5 separate regions of the Mus musculus genome follow, and regions 1, 2, 3 and 5 are each linked to region 4. The links are chromatin contacts, called in public Hi-C maps. All regions are on one chromosome and are shown on one strand. The core of a region is the stretch at or near the end of the contact, and the rest is flanking DNA. Distances in the headings are between cores, read along the strand shown.

Region 1 (4,811 bases), core at 1,060-3,559, 380 kb before region 4:
TTTGTACACTGGATATTCAAAGGCTCGATGCTGGTGTTACCAACTGCTTCTTTCTGTTTCAGGTGATGAACTGAGAGTTCATATAAGTGGCATCCATCACTGGGAACCTCTCATGCCTGGTAAAATGGAGATAAATCTGGGCTAAAGTCCCAGCCATGATTTTAAAAAGCCTCTGTCCCTATCGAAGGTGATGGTGGAGTGAGATGGATTGATGTCCTGGAAAGTGATGAGGGACATCGGGACCGATTCACACATTGGAGTTGGTGCCCTCCACTCTGACCCGAAGGGCGCCAGCTCACAGTGTGAGGGCCTTGGTCTCTATATCCATCAGCTCATCTGATTTTCCTTTGAAACTGACAAGGTGACGTGGGCAACTGTCCACATGGCTCAGGACAGGGAGCATCAAGTCATTCCACATGGGCCATCAGACAGCACCTAGAGGTAATGGCCTTTTGTCAATAGTGTCCTGGCTTGGATTCAAATCAGTGACTTAGGGGTGAAAGGCTCTGGATTCTATTATGAAGTGCCCTGAGCTGTCTAGGGGCTGAAAACCATCCCTCATCACACTTAATGGTGGAATTTAAGGAGCCGCTCTTGCTTTTTCTGCCTCTCTCTCTTCCTTCTGTTCTTTTGCCTTTTAAAACTTAAATCCAAGTTTGGATCAAATGGACCACTAGACATGGTGGAAAAGATCTGTTAATATGTTTTTATTTATTATTGAATATTGAATTATTATATATTGAAGGTTAAAACATAACATACATCTCTATTACTTCCCTCCACCTCTCCCTTTTTCCCTTCCTCCCTCTCTTCCTCCTTCCTCCTTTTTTCTATATATTGTCAATCTAATCTCTTTATATTTCCTTTCTCCTCCCTCCCTCCCTCCCTCCCTCCCCCTTCTTCCCTCTTTCCCTTCCTCTTCCCCTCCCTTTTTTCCTCTTTTTTAGTACTACTTTCTTTCCGAGCTAAATATTAGTATACATCATTTGAATAAAATTGTTCTCTTAAGGTTGAACTCATGAATCCAGGCAGACAAGCCTGTTTTTAGGGGTGCACTATGGTCTCAAGAATAAGACATGCTTATGGTCAAGAACAAAGAGAAAACTCTTCTAGAATGAGACCCAAAGGTGCTCCGGCTGTGCAGGTGGGAGAGCCAGATAGAACCTGCAGCTGGGACTCCCGTGGGGCTGAAGGTGAAGGGCCCACTCCTGCCCGTGTTTGCTCTCACCATTAGCTGTAATGAAACCCGTGCCTTGCAACCAAAATGCTTGCTAAAGGTCACAGGATCCATTTTTCTTGCTAGCAGCTAGCCTTTTTCTTCTCCCCTGCCCGTTTGAATCTTAACCTTGTAACTAACGACATGATCTTAGAAATAAATGAACAATTCAGCCAGGACTGCTTGCAAATTAAGACAAAATAACTAGAAAAGCCACCGTGCTCCCTTAAAGACTGGAAACTAGGTTGGCGATAACGTCGTAAGCGGCACATTAGGGTTTTGTAACTCTTTGTTCTTAAGCTGTACAATCCCATTAAACTGGGGGGTTTCAAAAGCCTTTCTGAGAAAGACTCTGCTGCTTTCTGCAAGGCTCCTCCTCGTGGTAACTGTGTGGTAATGAGCACCTTCTTTTCAGGTGAATTTGGGGGAGGTGAGGGCCAAAAGCCGCTCTCCCTGTCCTCTTACCCTTATTTCTTTGAGACCATATTTTCACAGGGCTCCGGGATCAAATGCTGGAGATGATTTCTAGCCTTTTGCATGACTACAGATAGAAAGCTGTAGCCATAGGCAATGGTGCTGGGACCCCAGCACAGGTCAGGGGGAGTGGTGACCTCTATTAGGCCTGGCTGCTCGGCAATGCCGGAAAAGCTGGCATGACCTGACATTCGTCCATGACCAAGGTCTGAGATATGTGCTGAGTTTTATCTCTTTAGCATTGATTTCTGTTAAAAGATAACTAAACCTGAGAAAAATGTCATATTTTAGTGTCAATGAATGATGTAAAAAGATAGAATTGGAGGAGCAAATGTAGATGGAATGAGAACGGGGAAGAATTAGACAAGGATTGAAGGTGACTGTCTGGTTAGACCTCGGAGCAGACAAAGGCTCTGTGACCTCCTTGTGCAAAACTACTTTCTGTTTTTGCCCCTCCAAACTTGAAAATACCAGACTCCTTAGACTGAAATCCCAAGGTTGTATGGATCCCAGACTATGACATAGTTACTTCTGGAACATTCCTCTGGGTTCCTCTTCCCATTGATTCGGCTCTTAGTTAATGATGTCACTTACATGTGAAATGCTTGGCTAACACAGCCTTTTCTGCCAATGAATAAAGACATGGCCTTAAAGAGTTGAAGGCTGAACTGCCAGGCTCAGAGGCCTCTGCGACAGAGAGAGAATGCTGTTTTGCCACAGGCTAGTGAGAAGGCATTAGTGGTTAGAAGCCATCTGTAGATGAATCCTGTCTACACTATCTGTGTAAGGAAGTCTTACAGTAGGTTGCAATGATTTGGCTTTCTGCCACCTCTGTTTATGTAGCATGTATATTCACAAAGCACACGGGCATACCATCTCACTTCTGTCACACAGCTTGCCCATAGAACATCTGGAGAGATTTTTAGAAACAGAGAAGTGTGGTCGTCTCTTTCTTGCTTGCTTTGTTTCCTCATAAAGGGACCGGATCTATGTGTCCAGAGCCAAATGGATGTAATTAGGTGAAGAATCGTTTTCTCTCTGTGTCTGAGCAAATATGTTTTGCAGTATACCAATTTCTCAAGGGCAGTGGGCTGGGACGGCCAGTCATTGCTGGGGGACGGCTGCTGACCTTCAGGCCAGGCCGACTTTAATTTGCACACCACCGCTGGTCCCAGGAGGCTCTTCAGGCCAGGCCACACAATCAACACAAACTAGCAGCCTTCTATTGCCCAGCTGCCCTCGCCCACCACCCTGAAGGACGTGGTCATGTAGCTAACTAGACATTGCTGCTGCCCAGATTTTGGAAGTGTGAACTGGGAAATTAAACTGAGTCTAGGCTGATAAGCAGAAGCCAAGAAGCCTTGGTGTCTCCTGGTGTCTCTCTTTCCAAATGCATTATTTAGCAGGAGTCGACAGGCAGCATCAACCTTTTGTTCTGATGACACACCCTGAGCCCTCCTTTCAAAACAAGATACTGAAAGGGAACTTGGAAAATAGATCCAAATTATGCAAATCATCTGAGAAGGAAGTGGTGCCTCAAAGCCTTAGTTTGGCCAGGGATTGCAGACTGTTGATTCTGCTGTCTCCTATCTTCTCTAGACTGAAACTGAACCATGGAAGGTCCCCTAGCAGTCATCACAGCTGTCTTAAGGAGTGGGCGGGGTTGCTACTAGATCATTACAGTTGATTGCTGCACGATGGATCAAAAGGAAAAAGGAGGAAGAGGGGGAGGGGGTGTGGGAGAAGAAGAGACAAAAAACCTGATCGACTAGATGGGGTGAGTATGTGCTCTTGGGTTTCTTTGAGTGTGAAAAAGAATAAGCATTCTGGGACTGAGATCTTGTTTTTAACTAGAGAAAATTAAAGGGAGATAGCATGTGACGCCAGCTGTAGCTTGGGGGCCCATTTAAGCCACAAAGTGCTTAGGTAACTTAAATGTCAGAGTCAAAAAACTCTAACTGTGGTCCAGGAAGATGGTTCGGTGGAGACAGAGCTTGATGTGTAAGTGGGAGGACATGAGTTTTATTTCCCAGAAATCGTACTAAAAAGGCAGAACAAGGTGGAGTGTATTTATAACCCTAGTGCCAGGGAAGCAGAAATGAGAGGGTCCCTGGGGCTGCTGCCCAGCCTGCCCTGCCTGCCCAAGTCTCAAGGTGGACAGCTCCTGAGGAACGTGTTAGGTCGACCCCTGGCTTCTACTAGCATGTGCACATGCAAAGCATGAATACACACACACACACACACACACACACACACACACACACACACACGCACACACGATCATAAATTGTTAGGTGGGAATTTGAGAAAAAGACTTCTCTTCTATGCCCATCACATGTGGTGAATAGCAAACATATTAATAAAAGGGTAAGTGTATGATTTTTGAATGAAGTGGGGGTCAAGTTTGATTTGGAGTAGCATTGTTTACCCTACTCTCCCCCCAAACAATGAGAAAAGCCCTGCCCAATCTGCTTATGGATCTGTCGTAGCTTCAGGCATCAAGACTTTGAGGCCCTCCCTTTTTTAATGATGGCAGTCCTAGATAACTGGGCACTTGTTCTTGCCTGACAGTCTTTTATAGGTATTAATTCACTTGGCTCTCATAACAACCTCGTGAGAGAAGAGAGCGGCTGAGCCCATTACACAGATGAGGAAAAGGAAGGGCAGGAGAGTCAGAGAATTTGCAGTACTTCTCAGTGGTGGGTCAAGGATTCCGACTTTGAGCATCCACTTCTGTATTTGCCAGCCCAATGGAGGAGCTAGAGAAAGTACCCAAGGAGCTGAAGGGGTCTGCAACCCTATAGATGGAACAACAATATAACTAACCAGTACCCCCAGAGCTCCTGTCTCTAGTAGCATATGTAGCAGAAACTGGCCTAGTCGGCCATCATCGGAAAGAGAGTCCCCTAGGTCTTGCCTGGTACAGGGGAACGCCAGGGCCAAGAAGTGGGAGTGGGTGGGTAGGGGAGCAAGGCGTGGGGGAGGGTATAGGGAAGTTTCGTGATAGCATTTGAAATGTAAATAAAGAAAATATCTAATAAAATAAAATTAAATTAAAAAAAGGATTCCGACTTGAGGAGTCCATCTCCAGAATGTGCTCTGATGGTGCTTGTGTTGTAAA
Region 2 (4,517 bases), core at 1,916-4,415, 330 kb before region 4:
GCAGGTAGGTGGACATCAAACCAAAGTGCTTGTGAATAGTAAGAGAAGAAGCAGCAGAGGAAGGAGGGGATGGTGACGTCACTGTCATTCTGGGTTTTCATGGTGGTGACTCAGCAGTGGAAGGTAGTCAGAATGATGGGTTTTTATGATACATATGGCTTGACATGTTTCTGTTTGTGAGTTCAAGTGTTCATCACACTTGCCCGGCTATGGAGAAAGCATTTAATGCTGCAATTACTAACTCATTTCAATTACTAGTGCTTCAACAATCAAGCACTTTGGCAATTCCAGGGATCCTGGAAAGGAGGGAGCGCATGTCAAGCCTACTCAGGGCACTTTGAAAAGAGGACTGATGAAATAGGCAAATGCAAGCATGGCATTTTATGAATAGCCATTTGGGGGGAAATGTGTGAAATACGGAAATTTATTTATTTTTATTTTATGTGCATTGGTGTTTTGCCTGCATGTGTGCCAGTGTGAGGGCACACATGCAGTGTATGAGCCTGGAGTTATAGATAGCTGCAAGCTTCCATGTGGGTGCTGGGAATTGAATCTAGGTCTCCAGAAGAGTAGCTAGAGCTCTTAATCACAGAGCCATCTCTTCATCCCTGAAGGAAGGCAATTTAATATTGCCAAATTACCTTGGAATACACTAAGGAAAGATGGTTTTGTGAACCTTGTAAGTTGCACTCTGGATTTCAGCATTCCTGGTGAGGTGCACTCAGGATGTCCTTATGTGTACTTAGAACGCTTTAATCTTTTACCTTGCTAGGACAAATATTCCTTAACCAGGGTCCTGGTATGAATTTATCAGGACATGTAGCCATGTAAATATTTTGGATCTAAAATAATGAATGCATCCATACTAGTTAATGGCTTTAAAGTGCCCATCACGTTCATTTGAAGATGGCAGAATGAGTGAAATATCAGCTGTGAGTCTATGGTCATTTCAACTCCTATAGACAGCGAATCTGATCAGATCTATTCTGTCTTGGTAGCAGAAACATAGGTGAATGAGGTAGTGGTGTAGATGTTAGAATCAGACAGACACTGATTTATCCACTGTCTCTAGCACTTAGCTGGTGTAGTCTTAGGCAATCACTTCATCTTTTGTGCAATTTTGCATTAGTACTATTTATCTTGTAGGTTTGTTCTGAGGACCAATGAAATCAGGCTTGTGAAAGTGTGAGGTGCAGAGAGCCCGACATACATAGCAGATGCTCAGGAAAGAGATCATGATTTTATGGTTAGAGAGAGGGAAGCCCATGGCTAACAGTCATGGCAAGTTCCTATTACATGGGGAGCCTGTTAAGAGATGGTAACAACAGCCTAGGCAGATTTCTGCCACTTGGATAAATAGGATCCAGGTGTATAAGGCAGGGTGTGGGATCTTATGGGGTTAATCTTGGAAAACTGGCCTATTTACACTTCTTCATCCTCCAAAATGATAGCTGCTATTTGGATGTGTTGATCCTAACAATAAAGTGACTTACTAACAACGTCAGATTTGACCAGTCGTATAGCATAGAGTGCCAAAAATACATGATGGTGAAGTGTGAGCCTGGCAGTCTGTTTTACTGGATTGACTGATTTTATTTTTGTGAGTTGAATTGGCTACCAGCATGTGGTGATGACCCTCAGCCCAAGTCTGTGTTTATAAAAGAAATATATATCCAAGCTTCTATTAAAAGAACCAAATATGGAATTGTAGTCAAATGGCAGTCATTAAATTCACATCAAAGACCACTGGACAATAGATGGAGTATTGATATCAGAGAGTAAAGAAAGAAATGCATAAATAAGCCAAATGGGCTGCTAGTGCTCCAACCTCAGTCTATCGGGTTTCTATAGATTCTTTGAATCCCATAAATCTATCTCTTTACCAATCGTGACGGGCATAAATAATTGAACATGTTAATTGGTTGTTAGGGCTGTTCCCTGGCTCCAAAATTTTCTTGTGCATAAACGAACGACCTTGCTGTGTGACTCCTGTTTATATTCTTTTGGGTACCATGCTTCTTCATTACTTTTATTCAATAGAGGTGGGAAAAAGTGAAATAATTTTAGAAAATACAGCAGGCTCGGGTGAGGCACAAAAATAAATCACTGCTCAAGGCTTCACAAGACCCAGTGATACGATGTGTTTAATTTGCTCAGTTATGAAAGTGCCTCCAGGGTCCTGGGTTATGAAAAACAGTGGATATTTTGTGAGGAAATGGAGCCAAATTGGAAGGATTCTAAACGCTTTCTGACGTGTTTAGTGGTGGATGTGCGTTCAGGTTGGGGTGGGGGCGGAGAACTCGGCAGATTCATTGTTTGCACTTTCTGCTTAGGGGATATGCTTCTGTGTTCTGAACGCAGGCATTTCTGGGTTGCTTTCTTGAGAATGGTAACGGAAAGCGGTAGCAATCGCAGGTTGTAAGGTGCATAGTGGCGAATCATTCCATTTTGTAAATCCATCTCCTTACACTGTATTTCTTTACTGCTAGGTAATTTGGACGGATGTCACTGGGGGACAGAGAGAGCGATTGGTGCTTCCAACTCGCCTAATAAAGAAAATTCCTAATTTTCTGTCTTTTATCTTTTGCCATTCTTTTGTGCTCCTCCTTGGCCTTGTCAAAACATATCGTTCAGTTAGAGACTAAAAATATTTTCCCATCGATTGGGGTTATTGATTTTTTTTAATCTGTACTTTGGCTTGAAGAGCGGGGGTGAAGGGTGAAAGTTCAGCGGCTTAGTCTGCCGTTTTTATCTGGACGGCAGAAGAATGTATTGGCAGCAGATTTGATTTACCTTGTTGGTCAATGGTAGATACTTCAGCCACTGAAGTCCACCCTCCAGCATTCCCTGCTGGTGCCGCTGCCGCTGCTTCTCTCTCTCTCTCTCTCTCTCTCTCTCTCTCTCTCTCTCTCTCTCTCTCTCTCTCCCACCCCTCCTCATACCCAGAGATTCTTGAGAGAGAGAAAAAAAAAAGAAAGATCCACCTTCCTATTGCTTCCTTCACTCTCTTCCTAAGGCATGATGTCCCCACCCCCTTTCTCCTTTTAGGATTTCTTCTTTCTTTTCCAGAAGTCGAAATGCTTCCTGGGTGCATGGCCAAAGGAAGAGGACTGCTTGCTGCTGCTGGGGTTTGGCTCCTCTGCCTACTGGGTTTATTGTCTGGGACTGAGTCCAATGCCTGAGGTCCCAGCAAGATCTGATGTGGCTGGATCAGATCTCACAGTCACTATTATCAGAGCTTGTCAGAGCCATGCAGCCAGGGCACAGATTGAATGCTAATACAAATGCTGAAATGATACTCAGTCTTCCCAATAGCATTACACAGAGGAGGAGAGCAAACCATCAATTGACAGAGAGGAATCTCAGAGTCTTGGCTCAGCATGTTGGCATGGAGATTTACTTCTTGCATTAGAATCCATCTTTCTCATAGATGTGTGATTCCAGACAATTTAGCCTCTGGATAATTTAGTTTTCACATCTGTAAAATGGGGTTAGAAAACACAGCTGCTTCATCTAGTACTGACAGATAAATCCATGCAAGAGTCCTAAGACCAAGGTCTAGCATGCTGGATGTCCTCAGTGAGCACACATATGATACCAGAAAAAACTGAGAATAGAGAAGAAGCCTTAGAAACAAAGAGGTTCACTCAGAGAATGAGAGCTGATTTATATACCAGAGACTTAGAGTCTATGCTAAGGGAAAGAACTGACCACTGACTTATCCCACTGTGGGTTCTGGGGACTCTAACTTAGGTCATCGTGTCCTTTCTTACCCACTGAGTCATCTCTCCAGCTCCATTACCCTGCTTTTATTTACCTTCTTGGACAGAATTCTACACCCTGTAGGAGTGAGCTTGTCTTGATTTGACTTTTCTTCCAGTCATGCATATGCTTACCTTCTGTTTGAATGGCACCTGCTCATATTGTTTGTAGGTAGATTCTGCTCCCACAAGCCTTTGCACTCATGTGTGTGTATATATATATATATATATATATATATATATATATATATATATATACATATATATACAGAATCCATGCATAACATATAAAACACATCTTTTAAAACCCTATTTTATCAGCTTGGTTGATTGTGAGTGTAGAAAAATATCATCTTAGTTATTTGGCCAATTTAATCCAAAAGGTGATTTCCTTAAGAATATGCAAATTAGCTTTAATGACTCTTAAAATCTTGCTGGCTGAAACAAAGGTATGAAAAGTGCTGGTCTTAGTGGTGGACACCCTTGTAGGAATGCTGGCGGTGTACCAGTTAGAGTAGAAACAAAAAGGTGTATGAGCAAGATCAGCATCACTAAAACACTGTCTACTTGCAAAAAAATGAATGGAAAGCCAGGAAAATATCCTACAGAGATATTTTCTGTGAGGTAACAGAACAAGGGAAATGCAGTAATGTGTGTGTCACTAGACAGATAATAATTTCAGTGGGTCCTTGTTTTTGAACCAGACTAATCCTAAGATCATCTAACCATGACATTCTTATCAAAATTTTACCTTTG
Region 3 (4,528 bases), core at 1,328-3,827, 350 kb before region 4:
GAATTTCTAGATTTTTCTATCTACTAAATTCCATTTTAAAATGGGAAAGGCTCACTTTTTTCCTTTTCTGTTGTAGATCTTTTCTTTCTCCTAATTTCTCTGACTAGTTTTTCTAGAATGATCCTTCCCATAGTTACCTTCAGCTGTCAACCTGACATAGCCCAGAGTTACAAAGAGAGTTCCAAATGGTGGATTGCCTTAATCAGATTGGCATAGAGGCATATCTTTGGGGGCATTTTCTTCATTGATAATTGATATAGGAGGGTCAAGTCCACTGTGCGTGGTACCATCCCTAGTCAAGTGCCTGGGCTGCACAGATAAGGTTGCTGAGCAAGGTAGAAGAAGCAAGCCAGTAAGCAGTGTTCCCCCATGGTCTCTGCTTTAGTGCCTGCTTGCAGCTTACTGCTTCATCTCCTGTCCTCAGGTCCCTCAATGATGCACTGTAACCTGGAAGAGGTAATAAACCCATAAACCCTTTCTTCCCCAAGTAGGTTTTTCTTAGGTGTTTATCACAACAACAGAAAGCAGACTTGGACAATGTTGGATAGAAACATGAAAAATAGACCCATTACATTTTCCCCAGTCATAGAAAAGCTTTTGACATTCCCTCATTCCTTCCAATGTGGTTTATGTGTTGTTCATATGAAGCTTTATTATGCTTAATTGCCATTTTCCATATTTAACTTATTAAGTTTTTTTCTAATCATGAAGAGCCGTCCAATTGTAAGCATTTTAAGAATGTTTCTATGGGTCACAAATTTGACTTCAATACCCCTTTCTCTGCTTTCCAGTTTTAGCACAGCACACTAGCTATTTTTCAGCAAACTAGTATGTTTTTCAAGGTGCAGTTTAGTGTTGGGTCTTCCATTACCAATCAAAACTTCCAGAACCTTCTTCCCATGTCAATCTTATACAAGCAGTGCTCCGTATACTCCATGCATGGTTTCTCTTCTTCCCCTTGGACTATCGACCATTTGATGTTTGTCATTTTGCTCCTCACAGTATACAGTGAGCTCTTCATGGTCCAGGAGCACACTTTGTTCTCTCCAGGCCCTTTCCTGTCCCTGCTCCTCCCACCTACGTGCCGCTACATATTTTCCTAGTGACTGATCAGTCCATTGACTTGAATAAACAATACAGGGGTTGCTTCAAAATGCTTATGGATCTGAAAGGCCCCAGATAGAAGGATGTATGATTGGAAATCAGATGACCTTACAGGTAAGATATTAAGGGACAGAGGAAGTGGACAAGCATTCAAAAACCTTTTAAATTATCTCATGAGTTGAAAATAAACAGATTAACCTACCAGGTAACAGGAGTGCCAATTGGGAGCCTCTCATTCTTAGTTGGCCATAAAAACCACACCGCAGTTACTTTCTGAAAATATTTTCAGTCTTTAAGTTTAAAAAATACTTTTTCTTTCTTTCCCCTTCCCTCTCTTTTTGCAGATAATACTTATATTGAAAATACATCCAGACTAGTCTCTTTTCTTTTTATGAATTTAAAATTATATTTTTTACTAACATTATTTTTGAAAATTTCATATACATATATACGTTCTATCTTGGCCATACCCATCATACGCTTCCTTTTTTTCCAACTCCCCAATATACCTCCCATTCCATTCCAAATTAATATCTACAACATCCCAATTTAATAAAACAACACCCACTAAGTCCAGGTACCCTCTGCTCAAATGAACATGTGTGTGGTGTAAGCTGCTGGGTCCAGATGCTGAGTGTGGGAGCAAATGACAGCTGACAGCTACTGGGGGATGGTCTCTTTTCTGACACATCTCCTCTGAGCTGCTCCTTTTCAGCTCTCAGGTCCTCCTTGGATACAGTGAGTTGGATGTTAAAGATGAGTAATCGGGAACAAAATGGAAAGCGCTAAGCTGGCCTCGTCTTTCTGGGAAGAAACTTTATTTAATCTATTTCCTGTGACTGAGTCAGTATTTCTCCTTCTCTCCCTAACAAACAGAGATTTACAAGCTCTGTGCTGGCTCAGCCCTGCACTCATGGCTCTGCTTCCTGCTTCCCAGGCACAGGAGGGCATTTCCCAGCCAAGGCTCACATGGAGAGAGACAGAGAGATGTCAACCACTCTGTAAACCCTCTGCCCATGTCTCTTTTTGTTTCTTTCTACATCCTCGGCACACAAAAAAATGCTCTCATTTTGCTAAGTACCCCACTTGGAGGGACTCAGAGACTTCTGCACACCAACTGAAAGTGAAATCTTCCCAGTGTCCGAGGAGCTGGCCAGAAGCAAATCCTTGGGCACCAGAGTTCTGTATAAAGGGGGATTGTGGTTGGAGAAGGATGGCCTACACCCAGTTTTACTATTCTTCTTTGGCCAGGTTTGCGTCTATTTGGAAGAATGAAACAATAAAACAGCAGTGCATGATTTTCTTCATAAAAATCTACCTACACCCCTGTTGTATCAGGTTATTCATATGAACTCTATGTTTAAGAACTTTTGGTGAAATTTCTTTTAATTAATTTCTTAGGTTAGCATAGAGTAATGGATTTCACCATGGTGTTTTCTTACATGTACTTTGCTGTGTTCTCCTCCCCCACTGTCCTTCCCCCTGTTCCCTATCTCCCTGCTCTGCCTCGTTCCTTCTCTTTCTGCGAACAGTTCCCCCTCTTGCTTTCCTAGCACATGGATTAATCATTGGACAAGTTCTTGGTAGTTAAATTGACTGACTGATGTAAAAATCTCTTAAAGACTAATCAAATTACTTCATATTTGCGGATATGGTCGTTTGACGGCAGCTCACTTTTGTTTTACAATGATTAGATCCTAAAATGGTTAAGTGGCAGGCTTGAGTTGTAACATTGAATTCAGCCTTGAAACTGGTCGGCTAATTGACACTCTGCTCATCATTGCAACACTTCAGAGCCCCAAGACTGACCACAGTCTGCCTAACTCAGCTGGAACAGATACTGGAAGCTTCAGTGATTGTTCCCTGAACCAAGGGAAGTTCCAATCATTGAGGACTGTTCACACGCTGACCTTGTAGTACAATCATTGGCAGCAAAGAAAATCCAGTCCGCCTGTGTTCCTTGGCCACACTGTGTTCAAGGGAACAACTTGCCTGAAGGCAAAAACCAGACCAACCAAACCAAACCAAATAAGACCCGATCAAGCCAAAGTACCAAACCAGCACAACCGACCAATTAATCCAAACCACATCAAATCACTCCAGACTCTAGCAAAGCAACGAATGGAGATCAGGTCAGACCAAACCCAACCTGGTGTATGAACTCTGAGGAAGCACCAAAACTGGATCTAGATGATTAATCTCTTCTGAGCATGAGGGAATAGCATGTTGTGATTGATACACACCAACCCTAAGTCTAACATACACTTCCGGCTTTGTGAGTCTTCTACATCCTTTACTTACTGTATCACCCCTCCCCATCCCCGGGGACATTTTGCTGTTCTAAACAAGGGCAGAACTCCATTGGTCTTATCAAGTTTTGCTGCACTCTGACAACCTTTGACCAGTTATGTCCTGCTTTCTTTTCCAGGTAGTAGCATTGGGAAATTAAACACAACATGGAAGGGACAGATCCTCTATGGGACACTAACTGCGTAACACTTGGTTTTGATTTAGTGGGTTGGAAGCTGCCCAGAGTCCGTGCCCTTTGCTTAGCATATGTGGGGGATAGGTCAGTGCTGCTTAACTAGCATATTAATTCAAGTGCTTCCTCTCAAGTTTGGCATTTGGACTCTGTTCGTGGAAAACATTGACATTTGCTTTCTGGTGAAGAGGACGGTACCTTAGACTTTGGGCCACTTTCAGATGATGTATTCATGAGATGCTCATCATGATAAAGGTGCCCAGGGAACAAATTATGTTCAGTGTTGATTTAACCTTGGTGAAGCATGCCTAGCTCCAACCTTTGCTCTTGGTAGAACATCTGGGTATACTGTTCAGTCTTGTTTTCTCTTGCAGCCCAGCTCCCACATGCCTGCAGGGCAATGGATTTGCCAGCCTGGCCTCCTATCAGACCCCCCATGGTGGCCTATGTCATTGGTCAGCACTCAGAAGAGTAGCTTACCATCAGCTTGTGCATCACATGCTACCATAGAGGACTGCAATGTCTCCATTGAATCTGTAAGACGGCAAGTTTGAATGGCTAGGATATAAAATGCCAGTCAAGTCAGATAAATCAAATAATTATTACTCTTAAAAGAGAAGTCTGAGCAAGAATTGAGCAATGCTAAGTGTCTTGTCCATTCAGTCACCTTACAACATTACTCTTCATGGTCCATGAATTTGAAGTGGTTTTTAAAATTTAGTTTTATTGTATTTAACTGAAAGGTAATAATTACATCTACTTATCTGATACATGTCCTGTTTTGATCTACATATTCATCAAGAAACATGTGACTGGAATTATTATCATATCTATCATCTTCATTAACTTGACAGCTTTTGTGGTAACAGCATTATTATAAGACTAAGTGTATTCTTGGGCTGGAGATGGAGCTCAGTGGGACAGTGCTTGTTTAGCAAACAC
Region 4 (4,238 bases), core at 1,102-3,601:
GCATTCTCCTGGTGTCCTCGTTACTCCAGTCCTAGCCTTGTATGCCAAATGCACAGCGCATTCTGTTGCCTTTTGGGTTTTGTTCTTCAAAGCCCCATAATGTGTATTATACTATCAGTCCTTCAAGAGACTGCTATTATTAGTTTTCTATTCTACAGAATGAAGCAGTTTAAAATTGCTCAAAAAAAATAGCATTAGGGATAACATATATCATAGCCAGAACCTGTTATGGGGTATTGTAAATATTTGTGGAATGTCCTCCTGAACTCTAGGGTACAGCCTCTCTCACACTGTGACAGGAAATGGCTTTCCCTTCCTTCCAAGACTGCATTCCAATCTATTTTCCAGCACTAATTGTTTCAATTATCAGTGACCTCCCCCATGTTTGTATATTATTCATCATTTATCTTACAAGTGTTTATTGGTGTTATAGTCTCTAATTTTCCTTTTAGGGTATTATTGGCTGAATACATTGGCCATTTCTTGAGGTGAAGTCCCATGATAAATGAATTCTACATTTTTAGACAGACTGAGTTTATCATGCTTTAAGTTATTTCTATTTCATTTATTTATTTGTACATATGTGTTTGTGTGGCATGCACATGGTACAATTCATTGTGAAGGTCCAATAGCAACTTGTAAAAGTTGTCTCTCTCCTTCTATCACATGGGTCCCTCATGTCACATTCAAGTGTGGCAGCAAACACCTCTACCTACGGAAGTCATTTTGCTGGCCCAGCATAGGACTGTGAAGTTTAGAAACATTTTCATTTTTAGTCTGCTTTCATAGATGAGAAAACTTCACTGGAAGGGATAACAGCTGAATTCAATGGAGACAGAAGAGTCTACATTTAAACTGCTATGCTATTATTTATTTGGTGACAAAGAATAAATTGTGTAACTCTTTGCATTTAAATGACCTACCTTCACTGTAAAGTTTCCAGAGATTAAAAATCAGAGCACACCATGAAGGACACAAGCCATTCTTTTACCTGGTAAATATCCACTGTAATCATTTTGGCAAGCTTGAAACTAAAGGGCCCCTGGTAAAAGAAGTCATCTGGCCTGGCTTTATACTTTGAGCTGCTTCTGCTGTTTGGAATGGCCATTTTGCCATCTGCTGTTTACCCAATACTGATGAGGTGACTCAGTGTTTTTCTTTCGCTACTACCTGACCTGGTCCTTGTGAAATATCTCCTGATTTCAGACTGCATCTCCCCAGATTGTGAAGCCCAGTGGCTGCTGAAGCAGTCATGTTTCAACTCCTTCAGCACACAGTGTCACAAAACTATTAAATAGGGAGAGATAGAAGGGACTTGGGATGGTCATATATGGGGACTATCAGGAATTCTTCATTACCTGGTCTGTTAAATGCTTCCGTATTATTGATTTGCCTCTCACACATCTGGCTCCTAGGGCAGAAACATGATGTGATCTCTGCCTGCTCTGCCTGCTGCAGGCACAGGACAGTAGCAAGAACAGCTTTCCAGTTCCTCAAAAATACTACAGGACATACTAAGAGATTACCTCAAGTAAAAATCAAGGCGTTGTTTTGCTCCTAAAAGCTTTTAAAGTCATGAGAAAGAAAACACGTCTTTCTTTTCTTAAAAAAAAAAAAATAGAACCAATAGCTTCAGGAAACAGATGCATTGTATGTGTGGCTAATCCTTAGGACATGTATACATGAAATTTGAAAATAAAAATTTTGTCAAATATCTATGCTGACATCTCTAAGCATCATAGCTGGCTATAGATCCTTGAACTTTCACTGATGGGACACTCTTGCTGCAAGCAGTACAGAGATAGAAAAGAACACCACGCAGATTTTCCAGTCTGCCTTGTGGTTCTTATAGTTGCTGCTTCTTATGATAATTGACATCTTATGTGTTGATAGCATGCAATATTTTTTAATCTTTATATTAACCAACTACAGGTATAGTGTGCAGATTTTTAAAATATTCTCCTATCAAATTTTAACTTATTTGATTTTTTTTCTATTTTTTTTTCAGACAGAGTTTTATGTAGCCCAGGTTGGTTTCTAACTCCTTATACAGCTGAAGATAGCTTTGAACTCTGGATCCTCTGCCCTCACCACCCAAATGCTGACATTACAGATAGGCACCACCATATCTGGTTTACGATCATGTTGCTGGGAACAGAACTCTGAGCTGACTGTGTGTGAGGCAAACCCTTTACTAATTGACTCACATCCATGGGCCAATTATTTGATGCTTTATCCAATGAACTAAATTTGTTTGATGCAAACAAAGGCTTGGAATGAAGCTCTCTCAGGCTTGTGCAAGAATGGCTGATTCTTTCTAATTCTATGGTGCCTTTGTACCCGGCTGTGCTGAGCTTGGAGGGTTTACCTCAGAATGTGACCTCGCTCACTGGGAAATGCAGTTCTTCATGAAGAACCAGGTACTCGCTTCCCAGCAACGCAGCCTAAGTAAATGCCCAACTCAGACGGTCAACATCACTGTCACAAAAAAAAAAAAAAAAAAAAAAGCTTCCCTGTGTCACATCACCACACATTTGTCATTAGGGAACTGCACACTCGGGCATGTCATAAATATTTGGTCTACGTAGACCCAGCTTGACCTTCTTGCGAGACAGCAAGAAAAAAAAAATCTTATCTTCGTCCTTGGAAAATGTACAATTAAATGAAGGGAAAGTTTGAATGTGGCCTCTGAGAGACTTTGTTTCCCTGAAAACAAAATCATTTTGTTCTAGTCAATCAATAACCCTACATGGTAAATGTGAATCGCAGGCTCAGAACAAGGTTATCGGCCATAACATTTCTTAGCACTTTCATAATGTTATCAGGAATTAGAAGGTAACACTTATCAAATATTTACAAGCTGTGTGGGACACAGCACAGGGTAAATACACGTATCTGATAATATCCAAGCTGCATTTTAACACAGTTGCAAAAAAAATCTCAGAAATGTTTGCTTTGCAATGATGTATTCTTCACTCTGTAAAAATTTAACCATGGCGATGCTCTAGTGACAGGTGGAATGGGTCACAGGACAGCAAAGGTATCTCAGGTGAAAGGTCAGGACCAGCATAGAAAGACATACCCCAGACTGCACAGTTTTGCCCATGCCAATTGAGAAGGATACTAATATTAGCATATATTGGAAATGTGAAGCAAATACCAACTGTATATGGAAGGCATATAGTAACACAACACCACACACACACACACACACACACACACACACACACAGAGAGAGAGAGAGAGAGAGAGAGAGAGAGAGAAAGAGAGAGAGAGAGACTAAATAGCTCAACTTCTGTGAGCAACTCCTTTGTGTAGCCACTGGTGACATTTATTCAATTCCATGGGACAGAAACTTATTTATTTTTCTCCCTTCACAGATTGGACAGTTTGCTTCTGTAGAGGGTTCACTCACAATCAAGAGCCTTCATGATCTCCTCCCTCATAGTAGATCTTCTATTAGACAGGGCAAAAGGAAGGGAAGGGAAGGGAAGGGAAGGGAAGGGAAGGGAAGGGAAGGGGAGGGGGGGGAGAGAGAGAGAGAGAGAGAGAGAGAGAGAGAGAGAGAGAGAGAGAGAGAAGGATGGAGAAGATTAGAGAAGATTAGCCAGAAAAATAGGAACCCCACAGCCCCAGTGCCCCAACCCCTATCTTGATACCTTGATCTGCTAAACTTAAATGTTCTGAAGGCATCCTGCATGCTGATGTCCTCTCTCTCTCTCTCTCTCTCTCTCTCTCTCTCTCTCTCTCTCTCTCTCTCTAAGTATGGAGGACAGAACTGGGAAGAATTTGAATGGGTGTAGCTGAATAGTAAGACATGGCTATCGTGGTCTGACAGGTTGAGTACAATGAAATATAAATTTCCAAAATAAAACAATTACTTAAAAATAAATTATGTTGGTAGGGTATACAAATACACACACACACACACACACACACTAGAGTGTTTACACTGTTGATTTCTTAGTCCTTTAATCTGAGAATTGTTTGGTTCAACTGCAGAGATGTACCACAGCTAAAAATTTAAGTTTGCAAGAATCATTAGGAATAACGACAGAAAGTCTTAAAGAACTCTAGCAAACATTTTCTTCTAAAATTATAATTTGTGAAGTTCTTTTCAAGTATGAGAAAAGAAATTTAAAGCTAAAAGAAAACCAGAATCTATCTATCTATCTATCTACTATCTATTACTTATCTAATATAAATTTAGCATTCGAACATGTCTTTAATACTGCAGG
Region 5 (4,811 bases), core at 2,071-4,570, 470 kb before region 4:
GTCTTCCTCCCTCCACAAAATCTCTCTTGAAACACACTCACAAATACACCCAGAAAAGTGTCTCCCCAGTGATCTAAATCAAGCTGACAATCAACCATCAACACAAAACTGCCTAGCGTAAGAGAAGGAGCATAAAGCAGGGTAGGCTATTTGATTCTGCCTTAACCAGGTATGCCACGCCTCATAAATTAACCGCTGAGCCTCAGTTTCCTCAACTGTAAAGTGGGAATCATCACACCTACTTTCTAGGGCTGCTGGTGGAGGCAGTAGGCAATCGACATATAATGTCTGCTACAGCACAGGCACATAGTGGGGATTCAATAGCTGTTGGCCCGGCTCCTCACTGGCTCCAAGCTTTTGGCATACTTTTCATTACAGCCTATGTATCCCCATCTTGTCAGCTCTGCCATCTTTCTGACACTGCTGATGGACTGAGTCTCAAGGGCGGAGAAAACCATCTGTCGCTGACATTTGTATGGATTAAGATCCAGAGGGCTTGGAGTTACTGCAAACTAGCCAGGCTAGGACACTACTCCAGTTTGTTAATCTGGGCTAACTCTACCTTTCACCCAGCTGGTGCCTGGTCAGGCTCTGACAAGTGCTGATTGTACTGCGTTCTGCAGTCCCATTGTGTTCCCCTGGCTTCTCTATCTGAGCATAGCCCCATACTACTCTTATCTACTTCTTCACTTCTTCCTTTTGCTCTTTTCCCGATGTAGAGAGCTTTGGACTGCTTCCTGTGAACCTAGACTTTGCACGGGTGGCGGCCAACTGCCAGAACTCCCAGTGAGAAGCAATTCCTTGCTACTCTGTTTCATAGCCTCACCTGGAGTGTCTAATTTACCAATGGGGTTAGGGAAAATGCTACAGATTTTATTACTTGACAGTCTGTTTCTTGGATGCCATCACAAACAGGAGAGGGATTTGTTGTTTTCTCTGATGGCTTTCCTTACCTCATAAGCAGCCCTGTCTTGATTCTGGGCAGTGGGTTTTGGCTTAGACACTCCAGTGTCTGTCTCTTTTGGCTTTGCTTTTCACTAGTCACGTACTTTCTTGGAGCCTTGATTTTTCTCATTTGCAATGTAGGAGGACCTATAGGATTTAAAAAATATTTTAATTTATGTACATATATGTGTGTATCTATGTAGCTAGCTGGTCTTTGCTACTTTGTGGGTTATTTATCCCATCACCAAGTTTCACTCCCTATCACTAGATAGGAGGGAAAGAAGGATAGATAGATAGATATATCCTGAATCTAATTTCTTTCTTTCCTTCTTTAAGCATGACTATTAACAAACTGAAATAACAACCAACCAACAACCAATCTACTAGAGCTCTGGCATTTATATATCCCCTGAAAGTTCCCAGAATTTCAAACGTCACACAATCTCAGAAATTATCTACAGCTGGCAAAACCACTCCTCTGGTTGAGCACGAGGTAAATCATAGTCAGCTGCTGTGGTCAGTCTGAAGTAGCCCCACATCCCTACACCTGGGATTAAAATGAAAGCACATTCTTACAATATTTCTATGTTTTCGAAAGAAAGCAGAATTCCAAAGTTGTCACTTCATGTCTGTGTGACTGAATGCCTCATGCATGCTGGTGCCTCAGGAGGCCAGAAGAGATCATCAGAACACTTGGTGGTTGTGAGCCACCTGATGTGGACACTAGGAATCACACTCTGGTCTTGAGCTCTTAACTGTGGAGTCACCTTCCAGGCTGCTGCCTGTCCCTGATTTTTATTTTAATTGACGAAAGAAAGAAGGTAGATGCCCCAACACTGCCATTAAGCCTGCATGGAGCAGGGTTTGTGGCCAGTGCATGCATGTGTGCCGGCCTGAAGTTGAAACCTAAAGTCTTCTTCAGTTGCTCTCAACTATAGTTTTTGAGACAAGGTTTCTCACTAAACCTGAAGCTCACTGATGCAATTGGACGTGCTGGCCAGAGGTCCCCAGGTATCTACCTGTTTCCTTCTTCCCAGAGCTGGGATTACACACTCATGGGGATCCGAACTCAGCTGTTCTCTAGCCTCCCCGAAGTTGCTTCTTGAAACAGCCTGTGCAGGGACCAAGTTCAGATTCTCCCTTCCCTTCCCTTTCCCCTCTCTGTCTCCCATTTCTCATCTCTCTTTCCTTTCCCTCTATTTGTCTCCTTACCCACAGACATTTCTCTTAAGCACTGGAGACAGAGCATCTTTGGAAAAATGTAAATGAAAAGAAAGCAAGACACCTTTTGGTCCTGTAAACATGACCGATGATTTAAATAAGGCTCCTTTAAAGGTGAAATAAGGAAATGGAAATTATATCAGATTTCTGTGGCATAATTCAAAACTGCTGGCACCTTTGGAAGTAAATGTATTTTCCTTCATAGCAAGACACGTTTTCAAAATAGAGTAGTTGTTACATATAAATGCATCCCTCCCCCTTGGAAGCATGGCCACAGCAGCAAAGAAATTGCCCTACCTTGACCTCTACGTGATTTCCATGGCTGCTCTGAGCCCTTAATGACTGGCCATTCGGGAGGGATCAATCCAGTCCCCTGCTGCTGTGGGAGTAAAAGGACAAACTGAGAAGCCATTTGTATCATTTTACAGAGAAAAGGGTTAAAGATGGCAAAGTGAGGACTTTTTAAAGACAGCTCCCAGGAACGTTAAGACCCTGAATATCTGGCCTGGCCCATGACTCGAAACCTCACTGGCTATGCTCCTCCTGTCATGATAATCGGTGTCTGCTGACCACTCATTTCAAGCAATTATTTTGTACCTTGGATTTTCCCCTAATCCCAGCTGTTTGTGTCACATCTGCATCCATGCAGCACCGGACCTTTCTTTAGCTTCTTCTCACATTTCTGGGAGCAGTGGGCGAATGTGGCTTTGACTCTTGCATTGGTGGGTCTGATCACATGATCCAATCTGCCCCCATCCCCTCAATAGGCTGGTCATAGAGTAAGGCTGTTTCCACCAACCATCTCCATTAATTAATTAGTGTATTTAGTGGTGGCCAGAGGCCTGCTCATCTCAAAGCTCACAGAGCATACCAATGCTGAGCGATGGCCTTGGTGACAGCCCATCTGTATTCCAGTTGGCCTTTGTGTGTGTGTGCATGTCACTTGTGTGCATATGTGTTCATGTGTGTGGTGCATGTGTATGTGTGCATGTGGGAGTCAGAGAGTGACATCAGCTCAGGTGTCTTTCTCAATCATTCTGCACACACCCTGCTTTTTGAGATAAGGTCTCTGATGAACTCAGGTCTTCATGTCCCTGTGATGGGAAGCATCTAGACTGAGCCATCTCCCAAGGTTCCAAAGTTCTCCTCCTTTTTTGTGGCATGTTGCAATCTGACAGGCTCATGACAAATAGGGATTGGCCAAGCTTGGCTCTTGCTAACACCCATGAGGTGTGATGTAATAGTTCATAGATCCAGCAGCACAAGTCTCAGTTTCCAATGTTCTGTGGTTTCCTCCCGTTGTTTCTGCAAGGGGCTCTGGCTGAATCCTTGAGGTGTTTGTAAAGCTCTCCTCTCACAGATGTGATAATTTGTACTGTGGAGCTGGGGGCTTCTTGGATCTTCTGGGTTTAGTTGTGGTTTGTCACCTTGCTGCAAAACCTTTGAACAGTGTCCTCAAATGGTTCCTCATTACTTAAAAGTTCCAATTCTGTGAACGAATACGTGTCCCAACAACCTCACACAAGCCACTTGTGTTTCTGAGAAAATGAACCAGAGAACTTCTTGCTCAACTATTTTGGCAATAAAAAACATATCATAAATGAGAGGGGAGAAGAATATTGTTTGCTAAAGGACTGCTGGGTGAACTGCCTCTTGGCCTTTTGATAGTGTCTTTGATATGGAAATGGACAGCTGCTTGACCTTCTGTTCAGTGGCCCTTTTTGTGCAAAGTCAAATTGCAGCCCCTCACAGCAGCAATGCACCTATGGACACAAACAGGATTTCTATTTTTTTTTCCTCCTATGCCTCCTCCCCCCACCCCCACAATTGTTACTACAAACATTTTTTTTTCACTATTCACACGAAAGACATCATGCTTAAGGGGAAAAAAGGCATCAAAACATTGGTGACTCGAAATGATTTCAAAGCACCCGTGACTTGTTTGTCGTCAGGTCTGCACTCTATCAGCGCCTTTTAAACGCATTGCAATGTGAAAAAAGCACAAGGAAAAAAATGATTATTCATGAATGAAGGTTGGGGATCCTCAGGTTCTCATTCTCCTCTTGCATTTGAAAGGCAGAGCAGGGGAAAATATCTCTTGTGAAAGAAAGAAGGAGGAGGAGGAGGAGGAGGAGGAAAAGAAGAAGAAGAAGAAGGAGGAGAAGAAGAAGAAGAAGAAGAAGAAGAAGAAGAAGAAGAACCACCACCACCACCACCACAACAGAGTAAGTCTATTTTATGTATTAGAAATGGGAGTATATAAACAAATGCCTTTATGCACTCTTTAGGGTCTTTTGACAACAGGAATTAGTGTCTGGAAGTGCTGTGCTGTAGGCCACACTGGAAAGAACAAACTGTTGGTCCCCCGTGCCACACAACAAGCCATTCTCTCTTCCTTGTGCTCTCTCTACCCTAACTGGGCAATGAAGAACATCTTTAGCTTAGAGAAAGTTCAGGACCATGTTGAGAGAAGTGGCTGGGCATCCAGCTGCTGCCCTGCCATGGATGCCACTGCTTTGATGGCCTACAAGGCCAGGATGCAGAGAGGCTGGCTTCCTACCCTGTGACCCACGCATGGTGTCTGTGCTTCAGGCGTAGGTAGGTCCTGAGTGGTAGTGGAGAAGCCACTCCTTCCCTGGGATGGA

What was found. Hi-C and Micro-C count contacts between places; a contact is called where the count stands out from the background.
Region 1: a contact with region 4 is called in a Hi-C map of liver, with 3 times the contacts expected there. The contact joins two enhancer-like sites. A contact is called at or near these places in 3 of 484 Hi-C or Micro-C datasets (all in liver), 1 of 115 datasets of contacts at active chromatin or transcription factors (differentiating embryonic stem cells) and 1 of 9 other capture datasets (embryonic stem cells).
Region 2: a contact with region 4 is called in a Hi-C map of liver, with 6 times the contacts expected there. The contact joins two enhancer-like sites. A contact is called at or near these places in 2 of 484 Hi-C or Micro-C datasets (both in liver) and 1 of 9 other capture datasets (embryonic stem cells).
Region 3: a Hi-C map of liver shows a contact between it and region 4, with 5 times the contacts expected there. The contact joins two enhancer-like sites. A contact is called at or near these places in 1 of 39 promoter capture datasets (liver) and 6 of 484 Hi-C or Micro-C datasets (all in liver).
Region 5: a contact with region 4 is called in a Hi-C map of liver, with 6 times the contacts expected there. The contact joins two enhancer-like sites. A contact is called at or near these places in 2 of 39 promoter capture datasets (both in liver) and 5 of 484 Hi-C or Micro-C datasets (all in liver).

What each region holds. Positions count from the first base shown.
Region 1 is chr9:74,699,704-74,704,514 of GRCm38.p6, reverse strand. It overlaps Gm40533 (a long non-coding RNA gene), which reads left to right. Exons shown (of 3, transcript XR_870920.1): 3 at 63-758. Among named protein-coding and RNA genes, the nearest start is that of Gm40533, 9.4 kb to the left of the region's middle. Within about 2 kb of position 2,309, at least 5 of the 459 cell types and tissues checked have an H3K27ac peak or open chromatin away from gene starts, as enhancers often do. A contact at or near this core is called in liver, where this site is marked.
Region 2 is chr9:74,654,794-74,659,310 of GRCm38.p6, reverse strand. No RefSeq gene overlaps it. Among named protein-coding and RNA genes, the nearest start is that of Gm40533, 54 kb to the left of the region's middle. Within about 2 kb of position 3,165, at least 6 of the 459 cell types and tissues checked have an H3K27ac peak or open chromatin away from gene starts, as enhancers often do. A contact at or near this core is called in liver, where this site is marked.
Region 3 is chr9:74,670,875-74,675,402 of GRCm38.p6, reverse strand. No RefSeq gene overlaps it. Among named protein-coding and RNA genes, the nearest start is that of Gm40533, 38 kb to the left of the region's middle. Within about 2 kb of position 2,577, at least 5 of the 459 cell types and tissues checked have an H3K27ac peak or open chromatin away from gene starts, as enhancers often do. A contact at or near this core is called in liver, where this site is marked.
Region 4 is chr9:74,323,079-74,327,316 of GRCm38.p6, reverse strand. No RefSeq gene overlaps it. Among named protein-coding and RNA genes, the nearest start is that of Gm33459, 200 kb to the left of the region's middle. Within about 2 kb of position 2,351, at least 11 of the 459 cell types and tissues checked have an H3K27ac peak or open chromatin away from gene starts, as enhancers often do. A contact at or near this core is called in liver, where this site is marked.
Region 5 is chr9:74,792,105-74,796,915 of GRCm38.p6, reverse strand. Gm33562 (a long non-coding RNA gene) reads left to right here. Exons shown (of 4, transcript XR_870924.1): 4 at 4,243-4,334. Among named protein-coding and RNA genes, the nearest start is that of Gm22315, 12 kb to the right of the region's middle. Within about 2 kb of position 3,320, at least 4 of the 459 cell types and tissues checked have an H3K27ac peak or open chromatin away from gene starts, as enhancers often do. A contact at or near this core is called in liver, where this site is marked.